4 separate regions of the Mus musculus genome follow, and regions 1, 2 and 4 are each linked to region 3. The links are chromatin contacts, called in public Hi-C and HiChIP or PLAC-seq maps. All regions are on one chromosome and are shown on one strand. The core of a region is the stretch at or near the end of the contact, and the rest is flanking DNA. Distances in the headings are between cores, read along the strand shown. Region 1 overlaps Nav2 (neuron navigator 2). Region 2 overlaps Nav2 (neuron navigator 2). Region 3 holds the start of Nav2 (neuron navigator 2). Region 4 overlaps Nav2 (neuron navigator 2).

Region 1 (3,807 bases), core at 188-2,687, 150 kb before region 3:
AAGGAGAATTACAACCATTTTCTGACACATTCCGCATAGAGTCACACTATGGATGTAGAAGCCGTGGATGCCACCCACCTCCAACATGGAGGAGACAACAGTTCAGAAACACAGCCTGATAGATGACGCAAGCTTTCATCTCTTCGCAAAGACAAGGCATTAGCCCATGCAGGACCCATAAGGTCTGCTAACTTACCTACTCCATCTGTGGACTCCAGCTTACTGCTCTCTCAGCCCCACCCCAGCTTCCAGGGCCAACGCTCTTTTTACATCTTTTCAGAGCACACTCCTGCTATGCCAGGAGGAACAACTGCACTGCCCCGACTGCACTACCTGTTCCGGGGAAAACTGGAGGCAGGTGCAGCCTAATGAGCTGGGGAGATGCCTGGCCTATGGCAGCTTCAGAGCCGGCAGCTGCCTGTGTTTACAAACAGGGGGAGGGGGAAGGAAGGGGAGAGAGCAAGGGGGGGGGAGAGAGAGAGAGATTGAGAGAGATTGAGAGAGAGAGAGAGAGATTGAGAGATTCCAGGTGGAAGTGTTGCCTGAGGACTGAGGAGGTAGATAATTCTGGCCAGCGGGCTCCAAACTATTATCCCACCTAACAACACTCCACTAGCAGACACTGTTGATGCTAATTAGCCACCAAATCCAAGTTAATTAAAAGCTAATCGGGAGGCTAAAAGGTGGTAGTGTGTTCGCAAACCTCACTCTCTCTGTCTTCAAGAGCAAGGTGAGATGTCACCAGCAAGGACTAAGCAGTTCCCTTGGGCGCTGGATGGTTGGACTTGGTTCTGTGGTTGGATATTCTCTTTCCCACAGATAATGGCTGGTTGATAACCTGCTGCGCCACGGGACAGGGAATCAGTGTTGTTGAAGCAGGAACTTCTCTAACTGGAGCAGTGTGCTCCCATTCTCTTCCCCCACACCCTCTGTGGCATGCAGATGTGGCATGCACACAGGGCTGCATTCTTAGAGTGATCTGAGAACTGTGAGAAAGTTAGTAACGTCAACTGTGCTGGAAAGGGCACCCAGCCAGGACAGCCCACCGGCACCCCTGGTCAGGACTGCAGCAATTGACTGTTAGGTAACAGGTGGGCCTTAACAGGTGGGTATCACAAATGATGAAAAGGCGTGGGCCCTGACTCACCTTCTGCAGACAGCCCCTGGGTGTTGATTCCCTTAGCTGCCAGGAAATTCAAGCAGGCATCTATGTTTTCAATCTAGAGGGGAAAAACACAAGACACGTTTAATAACCATTCAGCTTTCTCCAGACCCACTCACGAGGAGCCAACAGCAAGCAGAATGCACTCGAATTGACCAATGAGATAGACGGGAGCGACGAGGTTAGGACTCTCAAAACGCTGTCTGTACTAGCGCAGGAAGCAGTTACTTAATATCCTAACCACACGGTGCCAAAAGTCGAGGCCTTGGACTGCTCACAGATGCCAAAAATAACCAGGGCGGAATGAGATCTCTCATCTTGATCAATGTCACCACAGTGTGATCCTCAAAGCCGGAGCAGTTGCCAGTAACACGGAGGTGGAGATGAAATTGATAGACCCACCCATCCTCCAGTTGCTGGGGGGAAATTTCCAGTCAGTAAAGAAGCAGGCAGTCAGATGTCCACATGGTGAGCGGCAGTTTCAGCAGGAACCAGGGTTTACCCACAAAATTCTCAGCCTGGCAGGAATTGCAGGTGACCACAGAGTCCCATGACCTCTGGGATGCCGCTGTCCTTTGTCCTCTCTGTGGCAAGGATAGAGCCACCAGCCGGAGTCTGGGAGGCTGCCCGTGTTTGCTAGTGTTGACACCAAGGCCAAGGGCAAATCGATGTCAGGCCTCGAACAAAAAAGCAATTAGGTCATTCCCAAAGGTCTGATTTGACTTCGGCTGTCAGGCCTAATTACTTTTTTTGTTTTAAAGGAGAATATTCTGGCTTGATGAATGTCTCTGGTGACCAAAAGTAAAAGAAACGGCTTTTAACTGGGCACAGCGACCTTTGGACATCACAGAATTTGCACTACACAGTGCCAGTTCCACCACTCCCATCCACAACTAATTCCTGTAATGGGATTTCCCAGACTCTCCAATGTTTATATGCACTCAACCCAGTATGTACGCCACGGAATTTATTCTAAATTAACAGAGGACTGCCTTTCACAATGAACATATTGTCCTTATCCCCACTCTCAGGCAATGTCTTGATGGCTCTAGCTGGCGAGAGTGTTTTAGTTTAATAGCTCCGAGCACAGCTTGGCTCTGGGCTGGTCCTCATGAATTTGATTCACCCTCCTCTATGAAGTAGACTTCATTCTGCCACTGACTTCTGGCATTCTCCCTTTCCACTCCAGCTTGTAGATCTGCTCCTACCTCCTGAGGCCTTGGGTTCCAGGAGGGTGTTAAAACATCGAACAAATTCCATGCTTTTATCATGGTCTCACTGGGAGGGTGGTCCCCACGGTGGTGGTGGCTCCCACTGTTTAACTCATTAAACAGGCCCCAGGCCACCTGACTGAAACTGTGCCATCTTAGAAGAGCCCACACAGCCTCCAGCTAGAAGTAACTCTCTGTAGGGAACCCCCTTTTTAATTTATTTGTTTATTATATGTGTATGAGTACACTGTAGCTGCCTTCAGACACACCAGAAGAGGACATTGAATCCCATTACAGATGGTTGTGAGTCACTATGTGGTTGCTGGGAATGAATTGAACTCAGGACCTCTGGAGGAACAGTCAGTGCTCTTAATTGCTGAGCCATCTCCCCAGCCCCACCTTTGTTAAAACCCGGGTTCCCACTCCTTCCAGCCCACCTTGAAGGTCCTCCCCAGGCTGCTTTATAATCATGAGACCACTAAGTGAGAGCACCTTAGAGGGAAATGAAAGTGGGGAGAAAGGAAGAGATCACTTCCTGAACCCTATCACATGGTGTGTGGAGGGTGACCTGCTCCCATTTGAAAATATAGTAAGAGTTAGATTTCCAAATACTGTTTTACCCTATTACAAAATCTTGCTTGTAAGAGAAAATATTAGTCATAAAAAGAGAACACTGTCTATGATGGTTTTGTTTCTATTTATACAGCAAAACACATAATAGAAGATTATGGGACCACAAAGAAGCACTGTTTTATAGACAAATACATGTAATATGTTTACACACACACACACACACACACACACACACACACACACTTATTTAAAGAGATGCTGTTATTATGTTGCCCCGTATAAACTTGAACCCCTCAAGAAAGCCTCCTGCCTCAATCTTTATTTATTTATTTATTTATTTAATTATTTGAGACAGGGTTTCTCTGTGTAGCCCCGGCTCTCCCGGAACTCACTTTGTAGACGAGGCTGGCCTCGAACTCAGAAATCTGCCTGCCTCTGTCTCCCAAGTGCTGGGTTAAAGGAGTGTGCCACCACGCCGGGCCCTCTGCCTCAATCTTTAGATTAGCTGGCACCACAGGTGTGCACAACCATTGTTGGGAGCTATTAAGACAACTCTATTGTCTTGATCTCTGAATTGGGCCTCTACCCCCCTCCCCAGAAGAAAAGGGGGTCAAAAGCGGGCCACCAACGCACCGTTCCGAGAACAACCACAGAATGTTCCAGCCCTAAGTCAGCGCCAGATGTCCTGACCACACCCTGATACCACCAAGTTCTTGCTTCCCCGTGTAGCTGCCAAAAGAAAAATTTCCAGTGCCCCATCCCTCCTGCTGAGAAGTACTTCCTCTTTGCTTGTGCATTTAAGCCTTGAGCCTTGCTGAATACAGTGACACCTTGATGCTACTCAGAATGCTTCCATGTCGT
Region 2 (3,867 bases), core at 789-3,288, 210 kb before region 3:
TCAAAGAGATCTGCCCACAGCTGCCTCGTGAGTGCTGGGATTAAAGGCATGCGCCACCACACCTGGTAAATTAGCTCATTGTTTAAAATTTGTGAGGCTTGGGGGCTGGAGAGAGAACACAGCAGTTAAGAGTACATGCTGCTCTTGTAGAGGACCCAGGTTTAGTTTCCAGCACCCTCAAAGAGTGGCTTATAATTGCCTATAACTCCAGATCCAGGGGATCTGCAGCCTGTGACCTTCATAGGCATCTGTACTCATATGCAGAGCTTCAGCCACAAATATACATAACTAAAAATAATAGACATGACTTTAAAATTTGGGGAGATTTCATGTAAGTATCTGAATTTTTTCTTTCAGCCAGTGGAAGGAAGGAAGGGAAGAAGGAATGATGAGAGGGAGGGAGGGAGGATGGATGGGTGGATCTGGAGCTACTGAGCTCAGTCTTATAGAGCGCCATCTGCTGGTGCCAAGTGGTGGTATGCCCTCCAGAGGAGCAGGGCACCTGCTTGGTGGTGTTACATCACTGCAGCCCTGTTCTTCTGAACATACATGTGCATTCTGCAATGACCCTGCCACCATCCCACAGAATATCAACAAGCCCTACCTGAAACAGCTGAGCTTAGACTTGAGACTATCGGATATTGTGAACTCCAGTTCTTTTACTGTGCTTGAAAAGATTTCTGCTTTTAAAAATGTTTTTTAGATTTATTTTGTTTTGCATGCATGGCATGTATAAGGTTTTTGCCTGCATGTACGTATGTGCAACATATACATGCAGTACTCATAGAGGCCAGAAGAAGGCATCAAATCCCCTGGAACTGGAGTTAATAGTTGTGAGCCACCATGTTGGTGCTGGGGAACAAACCCAGGTTCTCTGAGATTGCAGCCGGTGCTTTTAACAGCTGAGCCATCTCTGAAGCACCAAAAATCCTTGACATAGACAGCAAGACAATATGGATCCTATAGTTAGGCAGACTTGCGTGTTTTGTTTTGTTTTTGTTTGTTTATCTGTTCGTTTGTTTGAGACAGGGCTTCTTTGTGTAGCCCTGGCTGCCTGGAACTTGCTCTGTAGAGCAGGCTGGCCTTGAACTCCAAGATCTGCCCATCTTTGCCTCTGGAGTACTCTGCCCCCATGTCCAGCAGCAGGCTTGGTTTTAAACGCAGGTTCTTCTAATTACCACATCTGTGACTTGGAACAAATTTCCTGGTCTGAGCATCAGCTGCTCATCTATAGAACTGGAATTTTTTTTTAATATTTATTTATTTATTTATTTATTTATTTATTTATTTATTTATTTATTATATGTAAGTACACTGTAGCTGTCTTCAGACACTCCAGAAGATGGCATCAGATTTCATTACGGATGGCTGTTAGCCACCATGTGGTTGCTGGAATTTGAACTCAGGACCTTTGGAAGAGCAGTTGGTGCTTTTAACCGCTGAGCCATCTCACCAGCCCTAGAACTGGAATTTTAAGAAGCAAGCTAGCGCACAAAACTGGGAAGTCTCAGGGGATTAGGACGAAGAAGCCCTGAGCGAAGTCTTTGCACACATCTGGTTCACAAGCAATCGCTACCTGTCTCTGTGGCCAGTGCCTAAGACCACAGTGGGTGCCCCCAGCAGACACAGGGCAGGGTGCTGTGATCCAATTCCTATCTGGGTCTCTTCTTCCAGTCTCTCTTGACCAGCTCCTCCAGAGACAGCTTTGACCAGAGTGAGTTCACATAGGGAAGTCTGGCCTTGAATATCTGAGAGGTTCCTTTCCTTCTGCCCTTCACACATTAGTCACAAGAAATCCTCCTTCCCATAGAAAAGCTTGAAATGATAATAATTAATAATAATAATAAAGGAGGTAAATGTTTGCTATCTAGTCTACCAGAGAGTAGGCTAGTAGTAGGCCTCACCAGGCCTCTACTGAAAGATGCCCCGGTGTTCTTCTCAACGCTGTTAGCTGATGACTTGACTAAAACAGAACTGTCTGCCAATCAGAGAAGATTGCTATGACTCTCACAGAATGGGGAAGTGGGCAGAGGAGAGTGAACACGGGACAAGAGGAAGCCTGGCATCATCCCTGTATCGCATGGATGCTGGCTAGCTGTCTCCTGACATCTCTAGGGACAGGAAGCCTGAGAGCTCACAGGAACACAATTCAGGCGGGGAGAGAGGGAACACCTATTTTTTGGGGGGAGTCACACAAGCATAAGAAGCTGGAAGTGTGGGTGTGAGTGCACACACCCGGGACTTGTGCAAATGCCCCTATGTGAACACACATTTGCATTGGGCACAGGAATGTGTAACTGTGTCTGAACTTGTGTGCAACTGTTGATGAATATGCCTTGAGTGTGTGTACACAGTTGTGTTTCTGTGTTTTGGGAGTGGGCAGAATGTGACATTGGATCATTTTGCTACATGCACAGGTATTGGGGGACCACCCAGCACAGGACCAGGGAAAGCCCTTTGAACCAAAGCTCTCAGCTCCCTTCTCAGTAGGACAGGAGCTTCCATGAGACTGAAGAGCTCATCCACACGCTTATGGGTGTCTGTCTCAGCGCCGGAGTGTGGCAGGGGCAGAGCAGAGTGGCTCTCAGCAGAACAACAAGGAGCACGGAGCACCTAGTTCTATGTGGGCTGCTGGGGTTCTACAGATGGGCCATCAGAGATCCAGGGCTTCTGAGACAGGAAAATGACAGTGTACTTTAGCCTAATACATTTCTTGTTCTAGAATGGTCCTTGTCAATCTTACTACTACTAAACTACTGTTGTTGTTATTGTTGTTGTTATTATTATTATTATATATATTTTTGAGACAGGGTTTCTCTGTAGCCCTGGCTGTCCTGGAACTCACTTTGTAAATCAGTCTGTCCTTGAACCTGGAGAGCCACCTGCCTCTGTCTCCCAAGTGCTGCGATTAAAGGCGTGTGCTAGCACTGCCCAGCTGGCCCGTGTCAGTCTTATCTCTTCCTCCTTCATCTCTTCTCAAGGAGGTACTAGGAATTGCCAGACTTAGAAAGTGCAACAGCAATGCTGCCATAAGCAATTTTACATAGCAGGGTAGTCTTAAGTCTACTTAGTCTACCTCCATGCTTCTAGTGCTTCAGAAAGGCTTCAGTCCCCACAGGCCTGGTGAAGCCTTCTCATGCTGGAGTCAGCTCCCACTGTCCCCTGCCTCAACACTGTCTTGCTATAGTAGCTGCCCACTTGAGTGCCCCAGGCTAGAACTATGTATTGCTTTAGCTGTTGGCTCACATGTTCCTGATCCCCGCACGGACAGAGCCAGCAGTTAGGCTCTTTCCCCAGGGGTAGCGGGTGCTGCTTACCTGTACAGAAAAGGTGCAACCGTGGCTGTGTTGGGATGGTTGTATTGCTGCTGAGGCTGAGGTAGCTGGACACTGACGGTATTGCTTCCAGTGGTCTGCGTGGTCCCGACGGAGCCGCTGACGGTCTGGCTGCTGATGCTGGGGTTTAGACTGGTCCCTCCGGGGCCTTTTCCCTCCGAGGATGCCAGGCTGGAGGAGGAGCTAGAGTGCCTGCTGTCCAGCTGGGCCTTCTGGGGAGGGAGCCCTGAGCTCAGCTTCCCTCTGCTCCTCTCTCCTTCCTTGGGAGGTATGGGGGCACTTGGGGACTTCGCAGACACGTTCTTCATTCCTGGTTTTGGTATGCCGCTGTGGGACGGAGCTGTAGCCTCCTTCTTGGTGCTGTTGAGCTTGCCCCCTTTGGGGATAAAGCTGGCGATCTTGGAGGACTTTTTCGGCATCTCAGTCACAGCCACCCCACTGAGATCTGCCTTGGTTTCTTCCTTGAGGTCAGGCCTGTCGGTCACGGAGACTCTCTTGGTGAGGTCCTTGCCCTTCTCCTTCTCTTTCTCCT
Region 3 (3,907 bases), core at 67-2,566:
TGTCAGCATGCATTTTTTTGAAAGCACCCCTACACCTGCTCCAGCCCCATAGAAGCAGCTGGCTGCCAGCACGCCTTAGCTTTGCAGAGCTCCCCGGGAGAGCCTCTGGCACCCTGGCCAGCTAAACCCCTCCTGGCCACACCCACTGACCAATGTATCCTTCCAATCTGGCAGCATAAGGGGTATGCTTCCTCTCTCCAATCACATTATGGTAGCCTCTCCTCAAGGCAACCGTCCTCCTCCCTCATGAAGGATCATCCATCACTCCCACCCTGTAATAGTGCCCCAGCACATAGCACTGCTCACCTGGGTATCGAACCCGTTCTCCAGAGAGCTGCTCTTCAGCAACGGGAGCCCCTCCCCCGTCGGCTCCTGCAGCCCCTGCGATTTCAGGGGGATTTGGCTAGTGTAGGCCGTCTTGCTCACCTCCACCTTGCTTCCCAACTTAAGATAGCAGGGCTGAGGACCAGTCCGGGCCGGGGGCACGTGCAGGATGGGCGCGGCGCTGTGCACGGGTTTGGGCAGTCCCGATTTCATTTTGGAGGCTACCAGGATGGCCGGCATCTTCTCCCGGGGCTTTGGCTTTCCCAGCACGTCCCTGGCAGCGGCGGCGGAGGCGACCGCTAAAGGCAGCGCGGGCAGCCGAGTAGGCGCCGGGCCTCGGCCCGCGAGGCGCCCACCAACAGTGGAAGAAAAAAAAAAAAAAACCCAAAAAACAGAATCCCCGGGTCGGGGAACTGGGGAAATCCTGCGAGTGCGCCTGCCGGGTGGCGGGCTAGTCACTGCCCTCAGCAGGTCCCACCTGCGCGGATGTCGCAGCGGGAGGCCTGTTCAGAAGCTCTGGGTTCTCGGGGACCGCTGCCTCTGGCAATTCTTCTCCTGGGAAACCGAGGCGTGGACGCCCATATTAACTTGTCATTGCGTCTCCGAAGTGAGAAGGCTCCTTAGGAAGAGACACCGGCTACGGGGACGCACACGTCGCGCTCTGGAGCCTGCGGGTGTGAACCTTGGAGCAAAAGAGCAGAGGATGGGGAGACGGAGGACGCACGGAGCCCAAGACGTATCAACCGCGAAGCGGCTGTCACCCAGCAAACGCGCCACAGGGTCACCCGCGCCTAGGCAGACTCTGGGCGATCTCCGCAGACAGGTCTGTCTGGGCGTGACAGCCGATCACCGATGCTCACAAGCCCCTCGAACACCAAGCACCTGAGCTTCTGCGGCTCTGGCCATGCTCCGTGCGCTCCAGCGCAGCACGGCGGTGGTGACAGAGCGCGGGCACCAGGACGCGCAGCTGGCCAGGCTGGCAGCGCTGCGCTAAGCTGAGCTCGGGGGAAGGCAGCGCGGGCTGCAGGGCTGGACGCAGGGGAGGACCGGCTGCGGCGCGCGCTGACAGCCCGGGCCGTTCCCGCGCGCCTATTGGTTAGCCGCGGACCAATCCGCGGTCGCGACTCGCACTGCAAGGGGGCGTGGCCTCAACTCCGCGGGGCCGCCGCCGAAACTCTGGGGCCGCGCTTGGCCGCAAGTACAAAGCGAGCTGGTGGCCGCTCTGCGGCACGGCCCCGGCGCGCGCCTCCCCGCGGGCCGCCACCCCTGCGTCCCCGGAGCCGCCTTTGAAAACGCCGTTGGGTTGTAGATTCCCGCCTCCTTCCACCCCCAGGCATGTGTTGGGGAAATCAGTTTCTCTTTTTCAAATCGCTCGGGTCATCTCAACGGTTTGCGGGTTCCGGAGGCACGCCCCAACCTCTCTGCACCTCCATTGGGAATGACTGGGCGGGTCTCCTTGTCCCCCGCCTGAAGGACACTCCAGCCATTTCTTCTTTCCGGGTGGGCTCAGGGGCGTCCCAACAGCTTCCTCTGCGACATTCAAAGGTTGCACGTTGCACTTAAGTATTTGAAATATTTATAGGCTGATACAATGGCCGGGGAAGCTTCGCGCCCCAAGACAGCTCCTCCTTGCCACCTACCACAGACTGTAATTAGAGTGGCTTGGTGACCCGGGCAGGCTGAGGCTAAACCTGCCCTGGTTTCATGGTTTCATGAAGGCCTTCCTTTCTCTCTCTGACTCAGGGTCTGAGGACTGAAGGGAAAATAGAAAGTGCAGACAGGGTGCATGGGGCTGATCTTCAAGGACACCCACCTTAGAGATCAGTTTGGATTTGAATTGGGAAGTTCCTCCATCTTTATAGACCTAACACTGTGTCTCATGCAAGTCAAGTGGAGGTTTGAGTACTTTTCCCTAAAAGCACTGCCCAGCTAAATGAGATAGTGTCTGGCAGTGTAGGGGACCAGAAAAAAAAAATCTGTCTTTATTATTAATGAACCCACCGGAGTATGTCCCACTGTCATCTCTTTAAGCCACTTTTCTGTGTCTAGGACAGATGTTGTCACTTTCTTCCTATCCTATAGCCTGAAGTTGTAACATCCATAGGGTTGAATTTCACTCATCCTAATGATATGGGCTATATCATTCTCAAACTTACCTGGCAAAACTCTAATGTGGCCAGGAATGGGGGTGTAAGCTTGTAATTTCTGCTACTTTAGAGGCTGAGGCAGGAGGATCCCAGGTTGAGGTCAATTTAATGATCCTCTTTGTTCAAATAAAATGTAAAAAGGAGCTGGAGATGTAGCTCAGTGGTGGGCAGTTTGCTCGCTCCGCATCTGCCAGAATCTGTCTGATTCCAGTGTAAATAAATACTGTAAATAAATACCCAATCCTCGACTGGTTTTAGGCAGTGGAACCTCTGGGAGGTTGTAAGTACGTGACCGAGAGGTCCTCATGATGGGCCCAGTGCCATGTTAGAGGAGACACGATGAAGATGGATAACTTCTGATAGTGCAATGGCAGCCTTTCTGAATCCACAGAAACCACAGCCCTTGACAAGAATCTGACCATGGCTGCAGCCTGATCTCAGATCTCCAGCCTCTAGGCCTAGGAGAAAGAGGCATTTGTTGTTAAAGCGGCCCTGTCAACAGCATTTTGTGTTAGTAGCTTAAACTAAGAGCCCAGACTGAAGTAAAAGTTCAGTTTTCAAACAGCCCCTGGAGTGTTGAGATGTGACATGATACTCCCTGCTCCCATATTTCCCAGCCTGTTTGCAGGCCCTTTCTACCCTAGCTCGGGGGGGGGGGGGATGCACATAGCCTGGTTTAGCTCTTTAAATCACAAGTTTGTCCCTGACATGGTATACTCTGCCCTCGTCCATCTGGACAATCTCCTATGCTAGTATCTTGTTTTATTTAACATATTTATTGTTCCGAGCAGTCTCTTCTAAAGGAATAAATGTTTGGAAGAGCCGTCTTTTGACTTTCATGAGATTCTGTCAGAAGCAAGCAGAACGCTATGGACTGAAAAGCTACCCAGATTGTCACTGAATGGATGAGTGGTGCAGTTGCCTTTGAGTAAGAACGCCATGAGAAAGGGTTGTGGGACTTTCCTCCTTGAACTCTGATTCTTCACAGCTGCCTGAAGAGTTGTAGAAGGGCAGTCATGATCCCTATTAGGGATTGTGGAGCTATTCCCAAATATCCTCAGAGCTTAGGCACAGAGGGTGTCCAAGGTCTAGTCCCCAGAGCAGCACAGAGAACTTGTAACACTTTTTGATACACTCCACCCAATCCCAACCTACTGAATGAAAATTCCCAGAGGGTAAGGGGGGAGTGAAGGCAATCTGTGTCTTAAATAATGCTTAACAGGGGGTTTTGATGTGTACTAAGGCTGAGAATTCTAGCCAAATAAAGTGTTCATTCAGTGTACCTCCAGGGCCTCCTAAGCCTTCATATGCATAAGAACTGCAAAATCCAATTCAATAGGTCTTCAAGGTCTCCAAAAGGCTGAGATGCTGTCTTCCAAATAAACTCCCAGGTGATGGGTGCCTAGCCTGGGACTCTGGAGATTCCTACTGTAAAC
Region 4 (3,577 bases), core at 691-3,190, 250 kb before region 3:
ATCTCCTCATCGCGGGAACGATCAATTCTCAGTGTGAAGGAAAGTCCTTCTGGCTCCCTGGTTCCCAGGAAGAACAATGAGCCACACGACCTTCTACAGCAGCCGGACGGACGATAAGTGTGGGAAGTTTTGGAGTTGCTTGTTATTCAGCATAACCCAACCTAACTGGCCCCAGGACTTTCCAAGATCCCTGCATCCAGTCACATGAAGTTATTTTCTGCTGTGGGACACACTCTGGTTGGGTTTCAGGGCCTAGGCTTTGGGTTGCTGGGGGATTAAACACAGAGGAAGTTTCTGCCTTTTCCCTGGGCCCTTCATTCCAGCTTTCAATGTTAGGTATCTATCTATCTATCTATCTATCTATCTATCTATCTATCTATCTATCCCACCTTTAGTGCTCACGTTATCTTAGTTTTGCATATATGACCATTTGCCTGCATGTATGTCTGTACAGTATGTTCATGCCCAGTGTCCTAGGAATCCAGAAAAAGGACATCAGGTCCCCTGGAACTGGATTACAGACAGCCACTAGCCACCACATGGGAGCTGGGAGCTGGGAACTGAAAGTCCTCTCTCAGAGCAGCCAGTGCTCTTAACTTCCAAGTCACCTCTCCAGATCTCACACAACTTATCTTTCAACAAGTGCTGGAAGGTCACAGCTTAGGGAAAAGCAGTCTTTTGGGGTCACAGCTATGCTATCCAGCCCCCATTCAGCTGTGTGTCAGAGAATGGAGTGCCTCACGGGGCCGCAGTACCTTGGCCCTTCCTTTGTGAGTGGGAACACTGCCTGAGAACCATGATCCACGCTTGGCAGACTGTGGGTTTCCAGCCTTTTACAACCCTCTGGAGAATTCCTCGGAGGCTTAAGGTGCAGATGGTTAGCTTCCTGTCATCACCCGCCCCCTGTTCAACCCAGGTGGCCTCTGCCCACAGGATTGGATCGGTCTCTTGCTTAAAAAGGAAGCCGGTGGAAGGGGCAGACTGGGGGCCCTCCAGGAAGGCCAGTGTGGTAATTATCACCCTGTTGCAGCGGAAATAGAGATTTGCCTCCAAGGCCCCTTTTATGGGCTTTGAAACAGGGACTTTCACTCTCTCCCACTTTGTTCCTGGATGCACACGAGGGGAGAGAAAGGGGGCGTGGCATGGAAGGGTGGGAGGAGCCACGAGGAAGGGTGCAGACTGGCTTTTGCGCTGCAGCTGTATGGGTACAGCCCTTATGTGCATGACACAGAACAAAATATATTCTTGAACATACTAGGCGTTACTTGGCTCTCAAAAGGAGAAGGAAGAAGGATGAGAGGTGGAGGGTGGGGAAGAGAGAGTGGGAGGAGGGAGGGGGAAGAGATCCGGAGAGGGAGCGGCTTTCTGTGTTCTAGGTAGAGAGACTTGTGTCATGGGTTGAATGTGAAACTGGGCCCCGAGGCTCCAGTGTTGAGACTGCTGCTGCAGAGAGGTAACTGGAACAAGAGAGTAACTCACAAGCCTCATTGGTGGATTTGTTAGGATGCGTTCACACCAAAAGTGGGCTGACAGATGCTTGCTCTTAGAAGGTGCAATCTGTCCCCAGCTGCTTCCCACCAGCTGTGAGGTGAGCAACTCAACTGTGCCCTTAGGTCAGCCTCAGCTACAGTGAGTTCCAGGTTAATTAGAGCTAAATGACAGTGTTTAGCCAGTACCGAGAAAGGTTACATTTTTTTTGGAGGACTTCAGAAACTTCGCAGATTCTGGTAGCCCTGGATTTCTGGTGTCATTAACAAGATGCATCATCAGACTTTGAAATGAACTCTTCTTCCTCTCACCAAGGCCACGGAACTGAAGTCAGAACTCTCCGTGTCCCTACTCTGAGCCTTCGAGGAGGCCAAGCCTGGGTGGACGGATGTGCTGCGGGGAACAGAACGGTTGCTTTGTTCTGCCTGTGTCACGCAGTCTGGCAGCATGAGGGCTCTTGTGCTCTTGGGGAGAGCCCTGAGACTGGACTTGCAGGCTGCTCGTTAGCAGGCAGCGCAGCTACAGCCTCTCACAGCCTCCCAATTCAAGTGGGAATGGGACTGGCTTCAATTGAAGGCCAGGGTCAGGGGCCAAGTACAAGCTGCGAAGCCTACGTGTGTCCTGTGTCTGTTTTTTAAAAAGCAATCTCTAAGCTTTTCTGACATGGATACCATCTGGAGAGTGAAAAGACATCCATAATGTGAAAAGGGGGTGGGGGGAAACACAATAATAACAAAAAGATCCCTCCCCTTTCTGCTTCATTTCCCAGCCTGATCTAAAGTGTAGATTGAGCCCAATTCCCGTTTTATCAACACAATGTGACCTGGAAGTACCAGCGAGAAGGAACATCTATCTAATGCCCCAGCCTGCTGCCTGCTATTCCATAAGGACTGTCAACATCCCTGCACAAGGAGCCCCTTTGCAGTGTCCAAGAAAGAGATTCATGAGCGGCAACTTTCTACTGAGCTCTCTGCTTATAAGTATCTGAGTTACTAGAATCCAAGAACTCCTGACATGTTCACTCCCAACATGTTCAGGAGACACAGTGCTGCAGGCAGAAACCACTGGACTGATAGCCAGACTCTCGGCCATCTAGGCACGCTTCCTCCTCCTAAAGTGGCCTATGTTCTGCTATCCTATACGGGCCTATTGTGTGTACTGAGCTGCCTCCATCCCTTTCACGTCATCCTCCCTCCACAGCTGTCCAATGGCTGACTTTGCTGGATGTTGCCAAGTCACTATCAGAAAGGGTCTGGGATCCAGGGTGACAGCCCTGAACGGTGACAGGAGATGAAGGGGACTTGGTGTCTTGGATGTATCATCTTTATTATTCATCAGAACGGACTGATGATATAAAGACTCCAACTGACAAAGTTCCTATCTCCCAGGCCTCTGAAGGCATGTATTTCTTTCTGCAGGTGACTTTTAATAACCCTAAAAATGACACACTCAGGCCATGCTGCAAATAGCCATGGTCTAGCCGGGGTCTCAGCATCCTGTTACAGGCTCTGGGACAGCTGTGGCTACCTACCTGTGCTAGTGACATTTCCAGGGTATTTCGCTCTTTGGAGGCCATCGCTTCCTGGCTGAGAACCAATGGGGCTAACGTCTAGATCATTTCCCAATTCCTCAGTAGCTTGCTTGTGTCCGAATGCTTGTGTGTGAAACCACAAGCAAGAACTCAAGTCTCTCTTCACATAAAACTCCCTAGAAAGTACCTTAGTTCTTACACCTTTGTTTTTTGGGGGTTGTAAAGGAAGGATTCTGGTGGCTTTAAATTGCTTAAAGAACACATTTTCGGGGGGGGGGGGCGGCGGCACAGAGCTGTGCCCAATTTGCATATTCGCCATCTGTGGTGTACTCCCTTGATGTTGTGACAGAGTCACTGTCTCACACCCAACCCACGCGGTTCTTAGCATAAACAGTGTGTGTAAAATCATGGGTGATGTGCTAGCTCAGGAATAGTTTCCTACTGATTTCCTACCTGACAGTCCCCAGCTCTGTGAAACATTCACCTAGCCTGGTGAACAATGTAAAGGAACCTGTGAGGGACTGGAGAGTTAGCTGTCAGGAAAGAGCTGGTCTTGCA

The links. A called contact is a pair of places that touch in the nucleus more often than the background predicts. HiChIP or PLAC-seq counts read pairs in DNA pulled down with a chosen protein or histone mark.
Region 1: a contact with region 3 is called in a Hi-C map of muscle stem cells, with 2.7 times the contacts expected there. The contact joins the enhancer-like site here to the promoter of Nav2 in region 3. A contact is called at or near these places in 4 of 39 promoter capture datasets (cranial neural crest, frontonasal cranial neural crest, maxillary cranial neural crest and 1 more), 8 of 484 Hi-C or Micro-C datasets (the HL-1 cell line, bone marrow-derived macrophages, embryonic fibroblasts and 5 more), 3 of 115 datasets of contacts at active chromatin or transcription factors (embryonic forebrain, fibro-adipogenic progenitors and forebrain) and 2 of 9 other capture datasets (adipose tissue and bone marrow-derived macrophages).
Region 2: an H3K4me3 HiChIP or PLAC-seq map of bone marrow-derived macrophages shows a contact between it and region 3, with 2.3 times the contacts expected there. The contact joins the enhancer-like site here to the promoter of Nav2 in region 3. A contact is called at or near these places in 3 of 39 promoter capture datasets (cranial neural crest, frontonasal cranial neural crest and pre-B cells), 2 of 484 Hi-C or Micro-C datasets (embryonic stem cells and uterus), 7 of 115 datasets of contacts at active chromatin or transcription factors (bone marrow-derived macrophages, embryonic forebrain, embryonic stem cells and 1 more) and 2 of 9 other capture datasets (adipose tissue and embryonic stem cells).
Region 4: a Hi-C map of cerebral cortex shows a contact between it and region 3, with 2.4 times the contacts expected there. The contact joins the enhancer-like site here to the promoter of Nav2 in region 3. A contact is called at or near these places in 2 of 39 promoter capture datasets (cranial neural crest and pre-B cells) and 2 of 484 Hi-C or Micro-C datasets (cerebral cortex and cranial neural crest).

Annotation. Positions count from the first base shown.
Region 1 is chr7:49,395,496-49,399,302 of GRCm38.p6, reverse strand. Nav2 (neuron navigator 2) reads right to left here. Exons shown (of 39, transcript NM_175272.3): 4 at 1,148-1,220. Among named protein-coding and RNA genes, the nearest start is that of Gm51447, 41 kb to the left of the region's middle. Within about 2 kb of position 1,437, at least 111 of the 459 cell types and tissues checked have an H3K27ac peak or open chromatin away from gene starts, as enhancers often do. A contact at or near this core is called in the HL-1 cell line, bone marrow-derived macrophages, macrophages and 2 more, where this site is marked.
Region 2 is chr7:49,452,957-49,456,823 of GRCm38.p6, reverse strand. Nav2 (neuron navigator 2) reads right to left here. Exons shown (of 39, transcript NM_175272.3): 7 at 3,318-3,867. Among named protein-coding and RNA genes, the nearest start is that of Gm51447, 17 kb to the right of the region's middle. Within about 2 kb of position 2,038, at least 44 of the 459 cell types and tissues checked have an H3K27ac peak or open chromatin away from gene starts, as enhancers often do. A contact at or near this core is called in bone marrow-derived macrophages, where this site is marked.
Region 3 is chr7:49,243,598-49,247,504 of GRCm38.p6, reverse strand. It overlaps Nav2 (neuron navigator 2), which reads right to left and starts at 1,316. Exons shown (of 39, transcript NM_175272.3): 1 at 307-1,316. The coding sequence starts at 564.
Region 4 is chr7:49,494,679-49,498,255 of GRCm38.p6, reverse strand. All of the region lies in intron 11 of Nav2 (neuron navigator 2), which reads right to left. Among named protein-coding and RNA genes, the nearest start is that of Gm51447, 58 kb to the right of the region's middle. Within about 2 kb of position 1,940, at least 122 of the 459 cell types and tissues checked have an H3K27ac peak or open chromatin away from gene starts, as enhancers often do. A contact at or near this core is called in cerebral cortex, where this site is marked.